2 separate regions of the Sus scrofa genome follow, and region 2 is linked to region 1. The links are chromatin contacts, called in public Hi-C maps. All regions are on one chromosome and are shown on one strand. The core of a region is the stretch at or near the end of the contact, and the rest is flanking DNA. Distances in the headings are between cores, read along the strand shown.

The links. Hi-C and Micro-C count contacts between places; a contact is called where the count stands out from the background.
Region 2: a contact with region 1 is called in a Hi-C map of heart right ventricle, with 2.5 times the contacts expected there. The contact joins two enhancer-like sites. A contact is called at or near these places in 1 of 47 Hi-C or Micro-C datasets (heart right ventricle) and 1 of 2 datasets of contacts at active chromatin or transcription factors (alveolar macrophages).

The regions. Positions count from the first base shown.
Region 1 is chr15:101,670,095-101,673,694 of Sscrofa11.1, reverse strand. All of the region lies in intron 1 of PLCL1 (inactive phospholipase C-like protein 1), which reads right to left. Among named protein-coding and RNA genes, the nearest start is that of PLCL1, 48 kb to the right of the region's middle. Within about 2 kb of position 1,819, at least 10 of the 83 cell types and tissues checked have an H3K27ac peak or open chromatin away from gene starts, as enhancers often do.
Region 2 is chr15:101,849,901-101,853,215 of Sscrofa11.1, reverse strand. All of the region lies in intron 1 of PLCL1 (inactive phospholipase C-like protein 1), which reads right to left. Among named protein-coding and RNA genes, the nearest start is that of PLCL1, 230 kb to the right of the region's middle. Within about 2 kb of position 2,000, at least 4 of the 83 cell types and tissues checked have an H3K27ac peak or open chromatin away from gene starts, as enhancers often do.

The DNA.
Region 1 (3,600 bases), core at 570-3,069:
AAAGATCTTATTCTCTTAGTCTAATGCTCAGTTTATCAAAATTCCTTCTGCATTTTCCTTAAACTAAATGAGTTTACTGACCTGAATAGTTATGAGTTTTATTAAGCTATTTGCTTCCAGGATATTAGCTGAAAGAAGGCCTCACCAACCACAAGAATATTTATCCTAGAGTCTGACAAATTCAGTTTTCCAAAAGCATATTCACAATGACTCTGTCTTTACCTTAAATGCAAGTAATTTTCAAAACTGTATTTAACTTAAGCTCTAAACCAAAAAGCCAAAGAGGGAGGAAAGCATGGCATTTTATTAATATTAAAAAAAAGTGACAAGCCATCTAATTGAGCCACTCCATAATTAACTGAAGTAGATCCTGGCTGCTAGTAATTATCAGACCCTTAAATAATTCATATCTACCCACCTTTTCTCCTTCATACTTATACTCAAAATAAACATCACTTCGGCAAAAAAGTGTAGTCTGAAATCCTAGTATACAAGTGTCATCCTAATAAACAAGTTTATATTATGTGCATATAAACTATTTATGCATATATAACTGTTAACATAAATTATGTAGTCCAGAGAACTTAATTTCAAATTCTTGCATGATACACCTCTTCAAGCATTGTAATACTTAATGAAAGCTGATTCAAAAAGACTTCCTTGGGAACTAAAGGAGCATTAGCATTTAAAAGACTGAATGAATCTGAAGTAATTTAAGGTAAAAATTGCCCATCTTTCTCCTTCAGCAAATCTAGAGCTCTGAGACTGAGGCAGAGAAGCCCCACGCAGCAAAAAAATCAGTAAATGTTTGGAATCCCTAAACTGACCTGGTACTTCCCTTTTTGGGAAAAAAATTAATCTCCACTCCATACTAGTGGTAGCCACACCTAGTGCTAGAGCTACCACAGGACCCTGAAGGAGCATGTCCTTCCAACCTCATTTCAGTGCAGAGTACCCTACTCCTGCAACAATATTTCCTGCATACCTACTTGTGCCAGGAATTAGGCTCAGGGCTAAGGATGACGTGCTGACTGACACAGGGCCTACCCTCATGGACTCTCCTAACTCAAAGACCAGTGTGTACAAGAGCCACCCACAGTGAATGTGAACAGTTCAAATGCCTGAGCCCAGTATGAGACACCAAAGCTCCCAAGTGATCCTGATAAGGTGGTCATGTAAACCACGCCCTGAGAAACTGGTGTAGACAGAGCTCCTAGCAGATAGATTCTATGTGCTGTGTCATCACTGAAACCCCAGCACCAAGCACACAGTCACTATTTCAGAATGTATGTACTGAATGAACCTACACACAGAGTGAAGAGACAATCTTCATACCCTCATAACAGAAGCGCCATAAAAAGCATAAACAGCAGCATGTAACATGGCTTGGGGAGAGAAAGAGACAATTTCCTGGAGAAGGTAGCCCCTGGGCAAGTCTTACAGGTAAGCAGGAGAGGGCCTGGGCAAGAGAGGGTAAAATAGAGGGGCAGCAAGAGCAGAGACAGGTGAGAAACAGCAAGGTTTGGGCAAAAACTACATGTTGTGTTGCTATAGCCTCCAGGGGCGAGAAATGATGCTGAAGTTTCACCTACATTATTCCTAATGCTTACAACCCACTTCAGACTAGGGATTATTATTCCTATTTTACAACTGAGAAAGTGAGGCTCAGAAAGATTAAAATCTGTCCCAGGAAATAGTATGGGCTGAATGTTTGTGTCCCCTCCCCCAAATTCATATGTTGAAATCCTAACCCTCCCCAGTGTGATGGTATTAGGAGGCAGGACTTTTGGGAGATGATTATGTCATGAGAGTAGAGCCCACATGAATAAGAATAGCACCCTTATATAAGAGAACCCAGAGAGTTCTGTCCCCTTCTGTCATGTGAGGACACAGTGAGAGGACGGCAATCTGCAACTAAAAAGAGGGTCCTTGCCAGAACCCGACCACACTGGCACGCTTATCTCAAACTTCCAGCCTCCAGGACAGTGGGAAATAAATTTCTGTTGTTTATAAGCCTCCCAGCCTGTGATGTTCTATTCAGCAACCTGAACTTATTAAGACAGGCAGTTCCTCAAATCAGATCCAGCAGTCTCTCTTCTGCGTATACATACCCAAAAGAATTGAAAGCAAAGACATGAACAGATATATATGCACACCCTGTTCACAGCAGCAATTATTAGCAATAACCAAAAATGAAAACAACCCTACTGTCCATCAACAGATGAATGGATAAATAAAATGTGATACGTGTATATAACGGAGTATTATTCAACCTTAAGAAAGAAGGAAATTCTGATATATGCTAGAACATGGATGAACTCTGAAGACATCATACTAAGTGAAAAAAGCCAGTCACAGAAGGACAAATATTGTATATGATTCCACTTATGTGAGGTATAGAGTAGTTCAATTCATAAAGCCAGGAGCTGAGGGGAGGGAGGGATGAGGAGCTATTGTTTAATGGGTATAGAGGTCCAGTTAGGTAAGGTGAAAATTTTCTGGAGATAGAGCTGATGGTTACACCGCAATATAAATAGACATAATGTCACAGAACTGTATGCTTAAAATGGCAAATTTTGTTATGTATATTTTACCACAATAAAAAAATTAATACTGCCATAGTGGCTGCACTGAGATTCAAGCCCAGTTCTGTTTTCTAGAAGAAAAATTAGTTTCATCCTGGAGGCTAAAATAGGAGAATTTTAAAGATTTTTTTCTGTAACTACCATCTTAGAATCATAATATTAACTATCAGTGACTGACACCTATCAAAATCTCTGTATGTATCTGAATATTGAGGAAAAACCAATCCAAAACCAATCAATGCAAAGATAAAAATTTTAAATGAAAAGATACAATGCAATGCATTAATCCTGAAAGCAGAGCAATTTAAAAGGATAGTTAGACTTTCACCTCCTGTTTAATCTACCATAAATGCAGATGAATGAGCATATTAGGTGCTGCCTATCTTTTAATCACTACATGCATAAAGATTTATTCAAAAGGCACAGTAAACAGATAACGGTTACAAAGGTGTGAAGCAATATGTAATCAGATGACAATCTAGAGCCAGGACTGGTACTCTCCAGCTGATGTGTCAGAGTTTGGCCAGCAGGGCAGTCGGCTGCTGCTCACAGTGGTACCATCTCCCTGTCATCCTCCCTGCTCCCTCCCCCACCCTGCCACATTGCAGCTGTGCAGCAGAGGTTGCCAGGAACTGAGAAGAACATTGCCTTGAATGACATTTTTGCTCTCATTCTGCCTGCTGTAATGGCCTCCTACCTCCAACTATCACCACCCAGTACATCAAAAACATGGCTAAAGCCTGTCATTGAATTCATTCGCTGCATTTGCTGCAGCTTTCAAAATACACAGCAAAGTCAAATGCCAACCCCCCTTATTTATACATGAGAGGAATGTCATTTGGAAATTGTTCTACATTCACCTTTCACTCCTAATGGCAAATCCAAATGCCAGACCACGGAAGATTTTTCATGTTGACTCCCACTAGGGCAGAAACTCCATCTTAATGTGCAATCATCAGAGCCTGGGGGAGAGAGAGTCAGTTGAATGGAGCCAATTCTCCTCTTTTTTCACTTT
Region 2 (3,315 bases), core at 751-3,250, 180 kb before region 1:
AGTACTCAGTAACTAAATGACACTTCTCCCTAGACTAGGGAGTACATTCTGGCTGTATCCCAACCAGCTCCTTCTCTCCTTCAATCTAAAGTCTCCAAAAGCCTAGAACACCTTGCTCCCCTGACTGCATGAATTATGAGCCTCTTCATTGTAAAATGAGTTCTTAATAATGTTTGGGAGGAATACAATCACATCAAGCATCCTAATTTAGAACCACAAGGTATTAACCAGTAAAAGATAAAGAGGCTCATCTCCATTAAGAAAAGTAGTCATTAGAAGGATTCACAAATTTAATTCTGCTATTTGCTAAGTACTATTTAAAATACAATGATGAAAGGCAAAACTCCCTGGGTTTTCACCAGGGCACCCACACAAGCCAGGTGCAGTCTCACTCAGCAGCTCCAAGTGTGTTATATCCTGAAGCATAAAATCTTATTTTTATTCAAAAATCCAAAATCAAGAATTGTGGGTAGCAATGACTAAAACTGAACTTATGTTTTTGCCATTGCTGCTAAAGCTAAGTGCCAAATGCGGTATCCTTGAATCCAAATGAGAGTCAGCAACACCCAACACTTCCACAATTCTATCTAATTTGTGAGGCCTCATGCATCACTCAGAGGCAATTCTATGATGACAGAATGTAGTAATGCAGTTAGCAGCCTGTCAAATGCTAATAGTCACAAAAGCAAACAGCATAAGAACTTTAAAAAATAACAGCTACTAAGGTTTGAATCTTTCTATGCGCCAGGCTCTCTGTCATGTCAGCTCTTTACACACTCTGCCTTGTTTTCCCTCACGACAAATCTTTGTGGAGGTTTCTTTATCCCTGATTTGCAGATGAAGAAACTGAGGTTAGAGAGATGAAGTCACCTGCCCAAGACCACTCAGCAGAGATAAGTGGAAATTAAGCCTAGGCCAAGGAGAGACTATGTAGCATTTACAACTGGGTCTGTTGGATTCCATAGTGTTTGTCTCTAAAGACCAGGTGGCCAGAAAAGTTGCCTTTGTCCACATCGATGTTTTATATAAAGCATTATACTCTTTTCCTAATGTCTACAGCAGTTAAAGAAGAAAACGAATCAGTCCCTTTTGGGTAGGAAAACAGTTTCATATGTAAGGACAGGAAAAACTGCTTTAACCAAAAGACTTCTCTGACGAAAGATTTTGTTGCTAGAATTTTTCTAGTTATTTTGGTTTTAATTAATAATGAGATAAACAGCAGGAACACAGGGAAATGTTATTGAAGTGGTGTTGTCTGTAATAAATTTCTCCATTTCTTTGAATGCTTTTAATAACAAAATTGCAGCAGAGGCATCTTAGTGTAACTACCATTCCATCTGAAGCCAAGAAGTGGTGGAAATTTCACATGGAAATTTTAATAATCCCTTTCTCTCCAAAGCCAATTATTTTTCTTTCCTACTTGGAAACAGCCCACCTCATTTGACTTCCAGCCATGAGCTTGGAGGTTGGTTGGAAAGCTGTAATGAGAAGAGGTTGCCAGCATGTCAGGTTCTATTGTGTTTGTGTGACCGCTAATCAGAGTGATGAAACAAGGATTGGCTTCACACTTATCACTATAAATAAATGTGATCTTAGAACAGCACTGGAGCTTTCATCATTTATTAAAAAGGAAAAGAAGAAATGTAAAAATGGTTATACAACCCTTATCAGAAAATCCGCTTGCTCCCTGAGATCAGCAGTTGATTTTAATTTTATATTACTTAGGTTGTTGTGAATAAAAAGCTTTATTAATGCAAACATCAATCCAAGGAAACCATGCTTCTTCTCACTATATTTTAGAGGACATAACATAAAAGGTTTTCTCCAAAAAAAACCTAATTCACTCAGAATTGAAAAAGGCCATAGAAAAACCAAAAGCTAGTTTTTGAGAAACTATAAAGTACTGATTCATTTAACATTCAATTCATTGATTCAATTATATAATTTACTGGTGGTTATCTGGAAGTTAAATATAATGTGACATTTCAAGGACATCTGGAATTCTCTCTCTCTCTCTCTCACACACACACACACACAAACGCATACACACACACAAACACATAGAGAGAGAGAGAGAGAGAGAGAGAGGTTTCAACTAGTCATCCTTTAGGTTTGTGAATATTAATAGTTTAAGAGTTTAGATCCATTGGTTTGTGCACTTTTCAGTCCCAAGTTCCTACAAAACAGGAAACATAATAGTTGTAGAAGGCAGGTCAGAGCACTAGCTGTTTCTTCCCAGAACCTTCGACCTGTACAACGTGACTGAAGAGTATCTGGGAAGAGAGTTTAGGAAGGGCTTCCTGTTTGTCTTCATTTATTAGACTCTTCTTTTTCCCAACACACAAATAAAACACATCATGAATGCCACATAACATGCTGTCTCTGATTTGCCAGAATGATTTTATGTTTGTTTTCCATCTGAGGTCATTTCTTAATATATCTAGACATTGTTCTTGAAGATGCAGGCTCATTTCTGTCCCTCAGAGACCATTTTCCATAATGCCCCAGCATAATGAGGAAGTGGATTCCAGCAATGCTGACCATCCCCAACATGAACTATCTTAACCCATGAGGAAATTAAAGCTTCAAGTATCTGCTGTTTTGTTTATTAAGTCTGGACCTAAAAGTGAGTCCCCCAAACATCTCTAGATTCCTGCAGGCCATTTGGAAGTTCATTTTTATCTCCTCCCACAGCACTCTTCTTACAAATGCTACCATGGCAAGAGGAACAGCCTGCTCATTGCAGTCCCTTTGGTAAAGAGCTACTGCCCAACTGGCAAAGAATAGGTTCAGAATGGCTAGCCCCCTATTCTACTCCCCAGAAAGATTATAGTGACAAGGCTGGAGTCAAGGAATTGAGAGATATGTTCCAGGCCAGGCCAAGAGCCCTTCTGGACCACACACTGCTCTCCTCTCTTCCCTCCGAACTTCTCCCTTTCCCCAGAGACAAAGGCAACCTCCTCATACCCCTGCAGCTTCAGTACACTTGTGTGGGAAAGGCAAAGGATGCAGAGACAATGAAATCATGAAGATTCTTCTTCTACATGCTCTTCACCAAACCCATAGCTTTTATCCCAAAGCCAGCTCCCCTCCCAAAGGCCTATCTCCATCAGTGCCAGTTACCATCATTTAAAACTGCCTGATTTCTCCTGATCTTTGCCTCTTCAGCTTAGTTCAAGTTCCCTGTAGCTCACAGTTAGATTACTGAAATGGATGGAATCAGTAAAAGTCCAATGAGGGAAAGAGAAACCACTCCAAGTGTTCAAGAGAGAAGGCATTTAACTCAGGGCCTCATGGATACAAGTGCTGTTAGAG